2 separate regions of the Anas platyrhynchos genome follow, and region 1 is linked to region 2. A link is a contact called in public Hi-C data. All regions are on one chromosome and are shown on one strand. The core of a region is the stretch at or near the end of the contact, and the rest is flanking DNA. Distances in the headings are between cores, read along the strand shown.

What was found. Hi-C and Micro-C count contacts between places; a contact is called where the count stands out from the background.
Region 1: a Hi-C map of F1 follicle shows a contact between it and region 2, with 2.3 times the contacts expected there. The contact joins the promoter of DAP here to the enhancer-like site in region 2. A contact is called at or near these places in 3 of 8 Hi-C or Micro-C datasets (F1 follicle, liver and skeletal muscle).

Annotation. Positions count from the first base shown.
Region 1 is chr2:75,614,553-75,620,960 of IASCAAS_PekinDuck_T2T, reverse strand. It overlaps DAP (death associated protein), which reads left to right and starts at 2,748. Exons shown (of 4, transcript XM_027451733.3): 1 at 2,748-2,910. The coding sequence starts at 2,856.
Region 2 is chr2:75,577,391-75,583,807 of IASCAAS_PekinDuck_T2T, reverse strand. The region is part of intron 2 of DAP (death associated protein); the gene reads left to right. Among named protein-coding and RNA genes, the nearest start is that of DAP, 38 kb to the left of the region's middle. Within about 2 kb of position 1,312, at least 1 of the 8 cell types and tissues checked has an H3K27ac peak or open chromatin away from gene starts, as enhancers often do. A contact at or near this core is called in F1 follicle, where this site is marked.

The DNA of each region.
Region 1 (6,408 bases), core at 1,499-3,998, 36 kb before region 2:
GGGTGTCAGCACCAGGTGTGGCTGGATTGGCAGTGGAAGTTGGGCCAACTTTTTGTAAATGCTCTGCCTGTTTTCCTCACAAGTTTCCCACAGTTGTTATCCTTCGTGCCTCCTGGTAGAAATAACAGGACTGTTAGAAACATCAGTGACTGACAGCTCCTGGCATTTTAATGTCTACCACCCACCTCTGTATTTCTTGCTTGTTGGCATCATCGGGAAGGACATTACGGCAATGCCTCGAGCAGGAGGAATGCCTGTTGCCCTAGATCTGCCAAGAAACCAATTGCTTTTTTGCACAAAAATGAAATTTCTCTTAGAACCTTTACGTCATTTTCTCATTTAAGTGTTTGATTTTCCAAACCTCAATATATTAAATATATATATTTTTATTATTATTATTATTTTTAATTTGGATTTTTGCTTCTCTTAAAACACTTCGAATACACTAAAAAATTTAATAACTCAAAATGAAATTTTATCCTATGGCATACTGAAACCTATATAGCTCTTTTGCCAGCACAGCAACAGCTTTTGCACAGGCCCATTACTTATGCAAATGAGTAATTATACGTACATGTAAGTACAACACCACCCAAGAATCTTCAGGCTCTGGAAGGCAGCAAAGATCCTTTCCTCTCCCTTTCGGCAGCTTGATCCTCTGGGTGTTGCTCCTGCCTGACCTACCTTTGGCCTTTCTTCTCTCCCTCTGGGCTTCCCATCCTAGCCACATCCAGCCAGCCAGCTTCCCTTCACTGCACGACTAGAGGTGTTTCTGCTCTACCACCCTGGTGCTCTCCCTGCTGCCACAATTCTCATTTCACCTCTCAGCTGCCTCCTACTCAACTCTTTCTCGTCACCTCCTTGTCCACCCAGGCCAAGTCCTCCTGCACCTTGGCATCTCTGTTTCTTATCTCTATTCCCCCGTGCCAGTTCTTGCACCAGGATGATTTGCTTGGCGATCCCTGCTCCCAAATCTGACGCACAGCTGCATTTGCAGGAAATGCCCTGTTCCAGCCCTGCATTTCTGACACGTACTCAGGGTGGATGTAGCGTTTTAGGAGTGAAGCCACAGCAAGCCTTTATACAAGGACTTGTATTAACGGCAACATCCAAGTGTTGGAGCGTTATGAAATGTTGGCAGCTTTCCCAACAACAGCCAAGTACAACTTTGATGCAATGCTTCCTTGCAGCGCACCCCCACACATCAAATCCTTGCACTGAAATATGAAAGTATTACTGATTCTCGGAGGAAAAAAAAAAATTAATGTCATAAAGCACATTTTCTTGAATTTCACTTCTATAATAGCTGGTTTAAATTAAACCTGCAACAGCAAAAAATCATACTGACTGCCATAACCAGCAGAGGGAATTCCAAGCCAAGCATACCTGGGAAAACCAAGAACAACCAAACACATAATCTTTTCATTCAAATCAAGAGGAAAGTAGACAGGGAAACATTATAATCTCCATTTAGGAGATAATTCTGTCCTAGAAAAAGAATTATAATCTGAACAGACTTTGACAGAGACTGGAAGGGGAATTGGAGTAATTTGTGTTAGGCTACAGAGAAGGTGACAACTGAAAATATAATCTGAGACTTCAAAGTGCCATATGTGTAAGGAAATTAAATTACCCAGCAGCAAAATGCAACAACTAAGTTACAGTATTTTGATAACATTTGTTCATGCAGACTGCTAAGGATACTATGATGTGATTATACTTTGGTCTGTTGCCAAAAATCCCCTCATGCCATTACCCATTACTTATATTTTGGCAAGGGTAATATAGTAATTGCAAAAAAAGACCTGCACCACATGGCTACGTTAATTTCCCTGTGGTACACCTGGAAGGCTGTATGACTGCAGCGCTTTTGGGGGGTTCAACTTGCAGCCATCACCCGCTCAGCTTTCAGGGGCTAGATTTCCTTACGGCAAGTTGTAAGAGAAAACCCAAACAGCTTGTACGGTTTACGCTTTGCTGATAATGTGATTGATTTAGGCACTGTGCTCAATACCTTTCAGTGTTGTTTTGATAGTGTAACCAAAGTGTTTGAAAAAAAAAAAAAGACATCTTGTATGGGTGTGGATCAGCGGGGTGATTTCACAGGAAAAGGTACCGAGATCCGAGGTGCAAGATGAGCGCTGTGCACGCCACTTCACACACGTGTGTGGTTGGCAGAACAAGGCGAAGGGGAAGGCCTGAGCTGCTGATTTGTTGCTGAGGAGACATTTCTTCTCAGAAAGAGGTTGGGCATTGGGACGAGTTGCCCAGGGACATGGTGGGGTCACTGTCCCTGGGGGTGTTCAAGGCAAGGCTGGACGTGGTGCTTGGGGACACGGTTCAGTGGGTGACATTGGTGGTAGGGGGATGGCTGGACCAGGTGATCTTGGAGCTCTTTTCCAACCCTAATGATGAAATAGAAAGGCGTACTGCCCTCTAAAGCAGCAGGCGCTACCCAAACGCGGTTTTTAGAGGCAGGAACCGGCTGCACAAACCGCGCGCGCAAAAAAAAAAATAAAAAAATAAAAAAAAAAAATAAAGGAAACCAGCAAGGCGGCAGCTTCACAGCGCTCACTCCACGGCGCAGAGGAAGCGCTGAGCCCCGGGCCCTGCAAACACCGAGAGCCTCCAGCCCCTGGCCGGGGCTCTGCGGGCTGCGGGCTGGGGGCTGGGGCCGGGCTCCCCCCGCTCAGTGCCCGGGGAGGCCTCGCAGGGCCGGGCCGGGCCCGGTGCCGCCCCCACGGTGCCTGGGCGCGGCCTGGCGGAGCCCCGGGGCGGCCACGTTGACAGGGGGCGGGGAGCGGGGTCGGGGCGCTGCCAGCACCGCCACCAGCAGCACCAGCACCGCCACCACCATGTCTTCGCCCCCCAAGGAGAAAGCCGAGACGCGGGCCGGACACCCTCCTGCCGGTAGTGCCGCCGCCGCCCCGCTCCTTGCTGCGCTGCGCTGCTCGCCTCCGGGGACGGGGCTGGGAGGGGGGGGGCGCAGCGGGGCTGGGCGAGCAGGGGCTGCTCCGGCAAAGCCCGAGCTGGGCAGGGGGGAGGCGAGCTGCCAGCTCCTGCCCCTGCCCCTGCCCAGCCCGGCCGTGCTGGGCACTGCTCGGGCACGGGGAGCAGCCGGGCCTGCCCCTGGGGGGGCGGCCAGCCGCAGCTCCGCAGCACGGTGTGGCCGGGCTGTGCCTTGCTGCTGCTTGGTTTTCTTCCTCTTCATCGCTGCTTTATGAAAAGGGGAACCTCAGCCCCTGCACCGACAGCTTTTTCCTTGTAACATTGCCTGTTACACAGCAGTCGTCGTACCCGAACTGAATTCTGCTTCCTTCCTATAGCGAGGACCTGAAATTCCTTTAAATAGATTATTAAAAAAAGTGAGAGTTAATTGCTGGCAAACACAATTCAGTGGCCGAGTTACACTGACCCCCTGGCTGAGCAGAGTTGTCCCCCTTCTGCAGCCTGCCCTGTCCCAGCCTTAGCCCGTGCCTGCCCTGGTGGTAAGCTGGTTCAGGTAATTAAGCCAAATCAATTTGCCAAATGTCAATGGTTTTTGCTGCTGTAGCTCCTCAATTTCACTCACTTTCAGGTCAGTTTCAGTGTGAAGAAGTTACTGAGATGTTAGAGAGGTGCAGCCAGAGGACACAGCTAAACCATCAGCTGACAGGGAGGAAGGATGAATGGCATCTATTTCCAGTTAGTTGCTTTGGGACCGTGTTATTTATTTTGTTGTATGTTTTCAAGTTTTGTTTCAAAACCTGTGTTTTTTAAACAGGGGGATTTTCTTTTTTTAAAGGCCTAGTTCAGCCCTCACAAGCCACCTTTAGAAATGAGCAATGCACAGTGCTCAATTGTAATTGCAGTACAATACAGGTTTTCACTGCTGTCAGAGCATTTCGGTATTTTCTTTTCCCTATTAAGACTTGCATCCACATACGAGCTGAAGACCTTTGTACCTCTTAAGGTCTGTAGCAGCCCTGAGGGTATTCTGTGGGTATGCACCAATTCCGCTTTGGAAGGGGATTGCCAGCCCTGTCTGAGGCCAGAGACAACCCGTGTTTTGCAGTATCCTCAAGGCATTCTTGCAGGAGGGTAGTTTTGAACTGGTTGGCAGAAGAAAGTCCCTCTGACGCGTTGTCCTTTTAACACTTCGAGAATCCACAATAAACGTGCTGACTAATGGCCGTTTATACTTACTGCACAGGCTGAAGCTGGGTTTTAATCCTCTATCCCAAGCCGTTTTAGATCCTCGAATAATAATGTAAAGCCATATGGCAGTCTGCACGGAAGTTTTAATAAAATAGAAGTAAGGAATTCTTGAGAACAACAACAAAAAATGACTGCTTGTATGCAGCTGGAATAGCGCTCGTAAATAAAAAGGCTAATTCCTAGCAAGGCGAAGATGCAAATGGGGAACTTTTGACTAATGGCTCGACAGCTCTGTTTTTGCTGCATATGGGTGTTTCTGTAATTAGGGATGTATTACCCCACTGAGTATGAATCGCGTGCATAAAAGTTAGGAAAGATTTGGATCATGAAATTGAAGCTGAATTGACAAACTCGTAGTATTTCACATGTGCTGTTAGCCCTCGCTTACTGACTGCATGCAGTCTGTTAGCTTCCTCTCCACATTGATCTTTCCCATGGGGGGTGTGGGGGAAAGACAAGAAAAACACTTGAAAATAGAAAGGATAATGAAATGGAAGGAAACCTTAAGACCCCAGCAGGCTGGCAACAGGGTACATGAAGTGACTTTGAACTTCATTCTGAAACTTAATAAAGCTTAAGTTGGGACCCTTATATATATATATTTCTATCTGTCAGTAAGATCAATGCGTCCATAATACCATGCTGACTAGGTTTGTATGGCTTGCAGTCACTCTGCAAAGGGCTGTGTAATTACTCTTTCAGCTGTTCATTTCTTCTAATAGCTACTGTGGATGAATAAAGCAAGGTGATTGTATTAATAGTTTATTTATGAAGCTTTACAATAGATTCATGGAAATGGTTATGTGCTTTTGTTCTACATTTAAAAAAATAGCTCTAAGCCAGGATTTCTATGAAATAGTGGTATATAATAACTCTTCTATTCTTGTTTTGTCAGACACTAATGTATGTTCCCTTAAGCATGTGGAAGGGCTTGTTTAAAGTTTCCCTCAATATTAGCTTTTCATGCATCTTATAATAACAGATTCCATTATATTGATATGGTTCATGAGAAATAAATTCTGTATTAATATTTAATACCACGCTGAAGGAAAACAGGGAGGTGCTAAAGGTCTTGGTTGTACTGTTGATTTCTAGTACAGTGGGTGACTCCTCTTGCACCAAAAGGTTTGCCCAGAAGGGACTGCCTCAGGCCATGACACTGAACATCACCTACCTAAATGAGCAGCGGCCAGGCTGAGGTGGTTCTGCAGGTACCTGGTGCTGTCTGTGACTTATTTCAGGAGTAAGTCTTGGAAACTAGGAGGAAGGAAGGGGTAAGTAAAATGAGAATGATTACTGATTCCAGAGCGTCTTAAATATTAATCGATTGACGTGGTTGCTTAATGCATTTCCAATAGGGTGTCTGGCAGAGGTGTACCCTTTAGAGGAACACAGGCTGCCAGTCACAGAATAAACAAGACGCTCCTGTCTGCCCCTCAAAGCAAACAAGGCAAGCAATAGCTAATAACCAAAGCTAGGCTGTCATCCAGCAACTAGGCAAACAGACTTCTGCTGTTGCCAGTAGCTGATCCCCTCTTTATTTCTCACCTTAGGAGCTGGTGGCTTCTCATCAGCTCCCCACACCACCTGCAGCTGCTCCCTGGGCTCCTGCCCTTGCCAGGATCCCCCTTGGTAACTGCAGCCTGAGGCCCGTGAGTTCCCATCTTCAGTGCGAGAACTGGCTTCTTCCCACCCCCAGTCCAATTGTTGACACCTTCCTGTTTTGGGCATTTATTTTTGGCAGTGTTTTGGAAGGTGATTTCTCAGTTATTTAAATCCTTTTTCCGCTCTGTGAAGGATTTGCTGTAGGAAAATCTGAGCTCATGTTCTCTTAAGAATAACGTTTAAGCAACAAAATGACTGTAGTAAGCATCTGTGAAGCTATAAAGTAAAAACCAGGCAAATAAGAAATAGATGAATCCTCTTAATCCAAGAAAGTCTCACAAATGGAGCATTTTTTACTTTAGGTTGGTGCATATGATCATTTCTTTTCTGCCCAACACTGACATGTAGCTGGGTTGAAATCTGTTGAAAACAGAAGTGATTTATGTTGCAAAGAGATTCTTTCTCTTCTGAGGCGGGGTCTTTTGAAACCAGATTGGGTATGGCTGTATTGTATCTTGGGTGGCATAGGTGCACCTCAGCTCCACGTACAGGATGTTTATATAAATATTTCACTTTTGTTCTCAGACATTCAGATTATTACTGTAC
Region 2 (6,417 bases), core at 63-2,562:
GATGAACAAATTCACCAGGACAGGAGTGAGAAGCCTTCAGCCTTCTTATTAGCTTCTAACTTCTGCATCCCCTTCGTCGCACTCACATCACGTATTCCTAGTGCAGTGTCAATGGCATTTTTCAAATTCTACTCCATCTTCCATCTGCTACAGATGTTGGAGGACCTGCAACAGTGCTGCAACTGAATAATGTATCTCTGATGCTGAGATGATGTAGTGCAGGCCCATAGTTGTCATATTCTCATTGTGAAAGCGTGTTACCATCATGGGAACAGATTCTGAAATGCACTTAACTGTGTGACTAGAGTGAAAAACTTGGTCCTCTCTTCCCTTAGCACCATGGGTCTTCGCTGGCCATCCATTTCACAAATGCTTGAAGTCTGCCCTTCTTAATTCCTTATTTTAGAGTTTCCTTTGAGTTATCAGCATTTAATTATTACTTGCTTTATGTCAGTTTTCGTAGCTCTCATTTTTCTTTTTAAGGGGCTACAAATGCTATGTGGGCTAATGCTGCAGTTAGACGAGGTTGAACCCTGAAATACAAACCAACTGTGGACTGTTTCTAAATCCTCTGAGCCTATAGAAAAGGTGAAATACTTAAGTCTTTGTTCTGTGATCGGAAGAAGGCAAGAAAGAAATTTATTCTCTTTATAGCTTGAACAACAATGTAGATGAGAGATTGTGGATAGCGATCTCTCTTTCTCAAATAATTCTCTCCATGGCTAAAACATGCACTAAAACCAAAGATGAATGAGATTGATCTGGTGAGATTAATCAGGCCATATGCTGTGGCAAGTTGATGGTGATTGTAAGAACAATGAATGTCAATCAGTTGCTATCAAATGTAATGGCCAGTGATTTACCATCTCATTAAAAGATCAGGACACACAATTTGCTTGTGTATGAATAGCCAAGCAGATAGTCATTACAATGTCCTGCTAGGGCTTTAGGCTCTTCCTATGCAGACAAATGCAAGCTTTAAGGAAGAAAAGGGCTGAGCAGAGTGGAACCTAGCTCATGGGATATATTGGGACAGAAACTAAACACGTGGGGACAAGAGAATTGTTCTCGAAAAGTAGGGTGTGGCTGTATGTGCATGTATGTGTATGCCTGAGTATCCATATATATAAATATATATGAGCACACACATATATATATCACACACTTCAGTTCATCAAGAGGAAGCATTGCTTTTACTTGTTTTAGTATCTGCCACAGCACCTGGATTTCTTCAAGGGTGTATACGTACTGTACAGAAAACTCAGAGGTTCAACAGTGCCATCCTGTGGGTGATCTTAAAGGTTTGAAAGTTATGGCAGATAAATAAATGACCTCAACAGGATAAATTAACATGGAATATCAGATACTGTACGTCCCTGCGCAATCAACTAGCATATTTCCCTCTGGTAGTCAGTCAGGCTAATTATTACTTTTCTGTCCAGAAAATTAATAACCTAAATGCATTACAGCCAATTGGAAAGTATTTCAGGCAAGCTGATGAGCAGTGTGCTTGTTAGTCTTTCTCTATTGCTGAGAAATGTGCTTTTAATCATCTCAGTGTGTTTTTAATCATCTCAGAATTTATTTTTGCAGACAATGCCAAAATTAAAAGCAACCACGTAAATTCAAATAAGCACCGCTAGAAAGTAGTATCTGGACATCTTTAAAAAGGAATTAAACTAAGAATAGTTAGCTTTAATGTTTCATAACCAGAATATATGAATTTCCAAGTAACCTTGAAGATTAAGCTGGATGGTTTGAACAACTTGCCAAAATGGTTTTAATTCTAGAAAGCCAAGGGCGAGATTAAAGTCAGAAGTTTTGTTGACTGAAGTTGGATTTCTGACTAGAGTATTTTGAGGACTTTTTGTTCATAGAGCGACTGTTTTGGTAGGCACAAGGTATAAAACTTGCTCTAATTAGGGAACAGTTGGGGGATCAAGGGGTGATTGAACATACTACTTAATGTTTTTCACTTTGCTTGCCTAAGCAACTTGTTTAAGAGAGTGCATGGTGTGTTTACTTGGAAAATGAGCAAAGAAATAGAGGGCAAGCTGGTCAGTAGAAGGTTATTCTCCCTTTTCAAGTCCTTGCTGTTTTGGGGTGTTCAAGGGGCGAGGTGCTGTCTGCATGCTGCCTTTGCCCAGCAGTGTTGGTGCCTCTCCAGTCGGCAGCAGGTCTCTGGCATTGCTCCCTCATGCTCCATAGTCAGGGAGGCCAGCTACAGGTCAGTGCATGCCACTGGGTGGCTTGAGAGAGGCAAGGAAACACAAAAAATTCACCATCGCTTTTTGATAGTTAAAAATTTTGACATCATCTGTGGTTTCTAAGTCTCTGAAAAACATGTCATGGCGTTATTTCATGCGTCTGTTTGCCAGGTCCCTCTAACAGCAGATGATGATGACTGGTAAGAGGACAAATAATTATTTCCCACAAAGAGGAAAAGACAAATATGAGCTACACACGTTTAGAAGATAATGCAATTTAATGTAGTTTTAAAGCAATTACTGGTTTTGTACCTATTTTGAAAAAAAATAAGTAATTCTAGCCTAGCAAAGGACTGGCATGTGTTCAGTTCTATCCTTTTGAAAGCAGGCTAGCCTGTTTAAATATTTCCATACTGGGAGTCCTGAGTCTGTGCTTATACCCTGATCTACTGTACTGAGATGAATTCTGGATGAATCAGATGTATCAGGAAAATAATCTCCTGTGATATCTAATCGAAGATGGAGAAGATAATGAAATATCAAAGTTTAACCTCTGTGCGGGTGTCTTTTTGTAGACCTTGTAATTTCAAGGTTAACTTGAGACCCAGAATACCAGCATTTTTACAACTTTTTCGTGTTTCTATACTGATGTGAATGTGTTAAAGCTGTATAAATGTCTAATTCTGGCTTTGAATCTCCTTAAACTCTTGGTCTTAATGTTGCTTTATTTTCAGGAGGTTCTGCATTTAATTCTCTGGTATTTTAAAGGTGTCTGCTATTACAAGTTTTAAATGCATGTCTTTTACTTTCTGCAAGTGTTATTTTCTATGTATACTATAAAGAAGATAAATGGGAACAATATTCTCCAGCCTTGCGTATACAGAGCGCAAATAGGTCTTAGCTCTTTACTCACGTAGAAGGTTCTGCATGCCCTCTTGGTTATTTTTTCCATCTTTATTTCTGCTCTGATTCTTTTGTTATGGTGTTCCTGGACTGAATACAATATTTTATACAACATATATTGTGAGGTACTATGTTTACCATTGCTTTTTCCTGTTCTTTATTTGTTTTAGTGTGTTTTCATTTTTCCAATTGCCAGTGATTATTGAGTGCTAGCTTTGATCCATGGTTCTATTTCCTAGTTAGTCATCTCTAAATGCAGTCTTTTATTCTGAATCATGCTTTGAGTAATGCTTACCATCTTTTATCCAGATCAGGACTGCCACTCAACCAGCCACTGGAAACTGGCATCAGATCCACCCTGTCAAGTAACACGGTGCTAGGCAATCCAGGTGCTGCAAACAGGGCAGAGGCTGGGCTCCTTCCTGTGCTTTGGACCACTCTTAAAAAGTTGTGTAGTCTGTATATGTACGTAGCCTGTGTGTGTGTGTGCATACACTGCACAGATTCAGTTAATGACTATAACAATCACTATTTACTTGGAAAACTGATTAGTTCAGTTTCTATATTTCAAACGGAATGGGATAAATAACCACCTCTGCATGTTTTCCGTGGGCTGTAGGAGATTCCACAGTAATGCCTTTGTGTTTGTCTTTACAATATTTCTGTCAGACTTGAGCTCAACCAATCCCTCTGAGGTGAAGACGTAAGATTTTAGTATTATTAATGCCTCATTTCATCTAGTTAATGATCTTTTCAAGTATTCCATTTACTTGCAATGTCAGATAAAGACCTTATTTAAGCTAAGTATTATGAAATAATGGAAATCTTTATTTTATGTGAATACAATCAGGATAAATGAATCTAGTGGAGATTTGGAAGTTAAACAGGTGCCGTTCTTAGCAGCGTTGCACATGTAAAATCAGGGTAAGTTCTTTGAGCACTGAAATCTTGACAGATGCGTTCTCTTCCTCTGTTATAATAAAACAAGTGTTCGCTCTGAAAATATTGACACACAATAGCAGTCTGGGAAAATACACTGTTGTATTCCTACACAACATCAGCTAAGGCTATCATTTAATGATAAACAAATGTGTGCATTAAATAGCTTTAAAACATATATTTGTAAACAAGTCCAATTCTTGTAAGAAAGTAATTTTTTTTTGCTTTCTTGCTTACTGATGCCTAAACAAAGGAATGCTGCATCTTCAAAACAACATCTGTCAAACCAATTTTCATCAGATTAAGTATATCCTCAAAGCAACCACCACGGCTTACAAAATAGTAGAAATGTAGGTTGTGCTTTACATAAAACACCAATAGAATTTAAAGCACTTGACAATGTTTTACAAATGTAGCAATAATAGCCTATGCATAGTCTCTAGTTTTATGTCTATTTTTGGTAAGCTCTTTGGAAGGATAGCAAGTGATGTTGGAATACCACAACTGCACTAGATGTCCTGGAGTGTGATTATGAAATTACGGGCCTGGCAGCTAATCTGTATCTGACAAAGCCAATGGTTTGAGAGTCTGGCAGTGGAGATTTGATTCATACTTTAATTTCATTTTTAATGAGAGAAATCTTTTTGCAGATGATCTTCTTCACAATAAATTCAGTGAGTGATTATCCAGGTCTTTCTCTGATCAGTTGAATTCCTCATTAGTATAGGTGTATGATTATAGATGCTCTGGGCTGATTCTGGTTCAATAGATCATCTGAGATAATTGATAATATTAAAGTTTTAAAGATTTTTTTCTGGGACAATGTGATCTAGTAGAAATTAGGAAAAAGACGATGGCTCTAACATAGAATCATAAGGATACAGGTGCATTCAATCATTCACGTTTCTGGCCAGCCTTCTGTCTTTTTCCCTGCTAAAGAATAATTAACGTATGTAAATGAGCTCAGTGGTCGGCTGGTGTTACTTCCACTGGAGTGAAGTGTTCACTTGTTGGCTTTTGTAATCAGTTAACTACAGAGGTGAAGCTTCATTGCGGCATTTATTGAGTGCAGTTGCTCAGGTCAGCCAGAAATTAATGCAGGGTTTTCTGAGGAAAAAAAGAAAAAACAACGAAAGGCCTTTTGGACGGAGAGTAGAAGTGCTTGAGCTGGAAGTCAGGTAAGCATTCTCATTAGTTCCCATTGGCTGGAAATCTAGCACAAAGCAAGAGGAGTTCAATCAAAAATCCACAAGGAGGGCAAACAAGGGTGAAAATTGATGTCAAATCCTTTCCAAGTACGGCTGGATGTAGGTAGGTTTTTACATCTCTGGTTTCCATGTAGGTTGTTCCCCTTGTGTTCTGTGCCATCCTAAAATGTTCTGCGTTAACTTTAGGCAAGTTGGCATAAGGCATTCTGGTGACTACCACACCTGTGAGTCCTGATTACTCTCTTATTCTTAAGATAGTGCCACTAATGACAGTCCCAGAACGAGCTGTACACAAACAAGGCTAAATACATTATTTCATGATAGAGTTCAAGGTACATTCTTCATGTACAAAGGATATAGTTCTTACCAGGAAAATGGTATTACTGATTTCTTTTCATCTCTACAGGGAGATGTCAACTACATCTGTGTTACTACCTGAAATGTAGAATTCTGACTGGCTTTTAGCATAGCTTTTTATGAAAATGATCCCTATATGACCTTCAGCCTAATTCCTGAGACAAAAGAACAGACAACTAAATGAAAAATAAGTACAGAAACGTACTGTATATTCTATCTCTGTCCAACTTTGTTGTGTACCCAGGGAACTTAGCACTTGTGAGCTCAGGCTCCTTGAATATTAACAGCATTACATTCCTAAACAGGATACCAGAAATTCTGAGAAGACTTAAAATATACAGTGGGAAAAGCTCAATTTAAAACAACCATTATGCTAGAGGTTCCTTCTGGTTTTCAGTTTTGGCCAAAACAATGAAACATTCAATTTGTTTTTAAAGCAAGAAGTATGGCATGGTGGTGGTTAGACAAGCTGTAGCACGTTCAGCAAATATAGGCTCTTTTCAGGAAATGTTGATTTGAATTTCATGCATCACCCAAGCATAGTGAACACTCAAAGGTCATAGTAAGAATATAAGAAAAAAATCAATCGGATTTGAATTTCTCAGTCTAATATCGTTAATAGGGAAACAGCAATTTGTTTGATATTGCATTGAGTATGATTAAAGCCAGATCCCATGTGTAATTAAAGAACTTGCTATGTCTTTTTTCTGTTTTTGCCATTCATTTCCTTTATACTGTCGTGGTGTTAGTTTATGAATGGAGCTGTCAGCCACCACAGTACATCTGTGTTTTCTCAGAGTTAT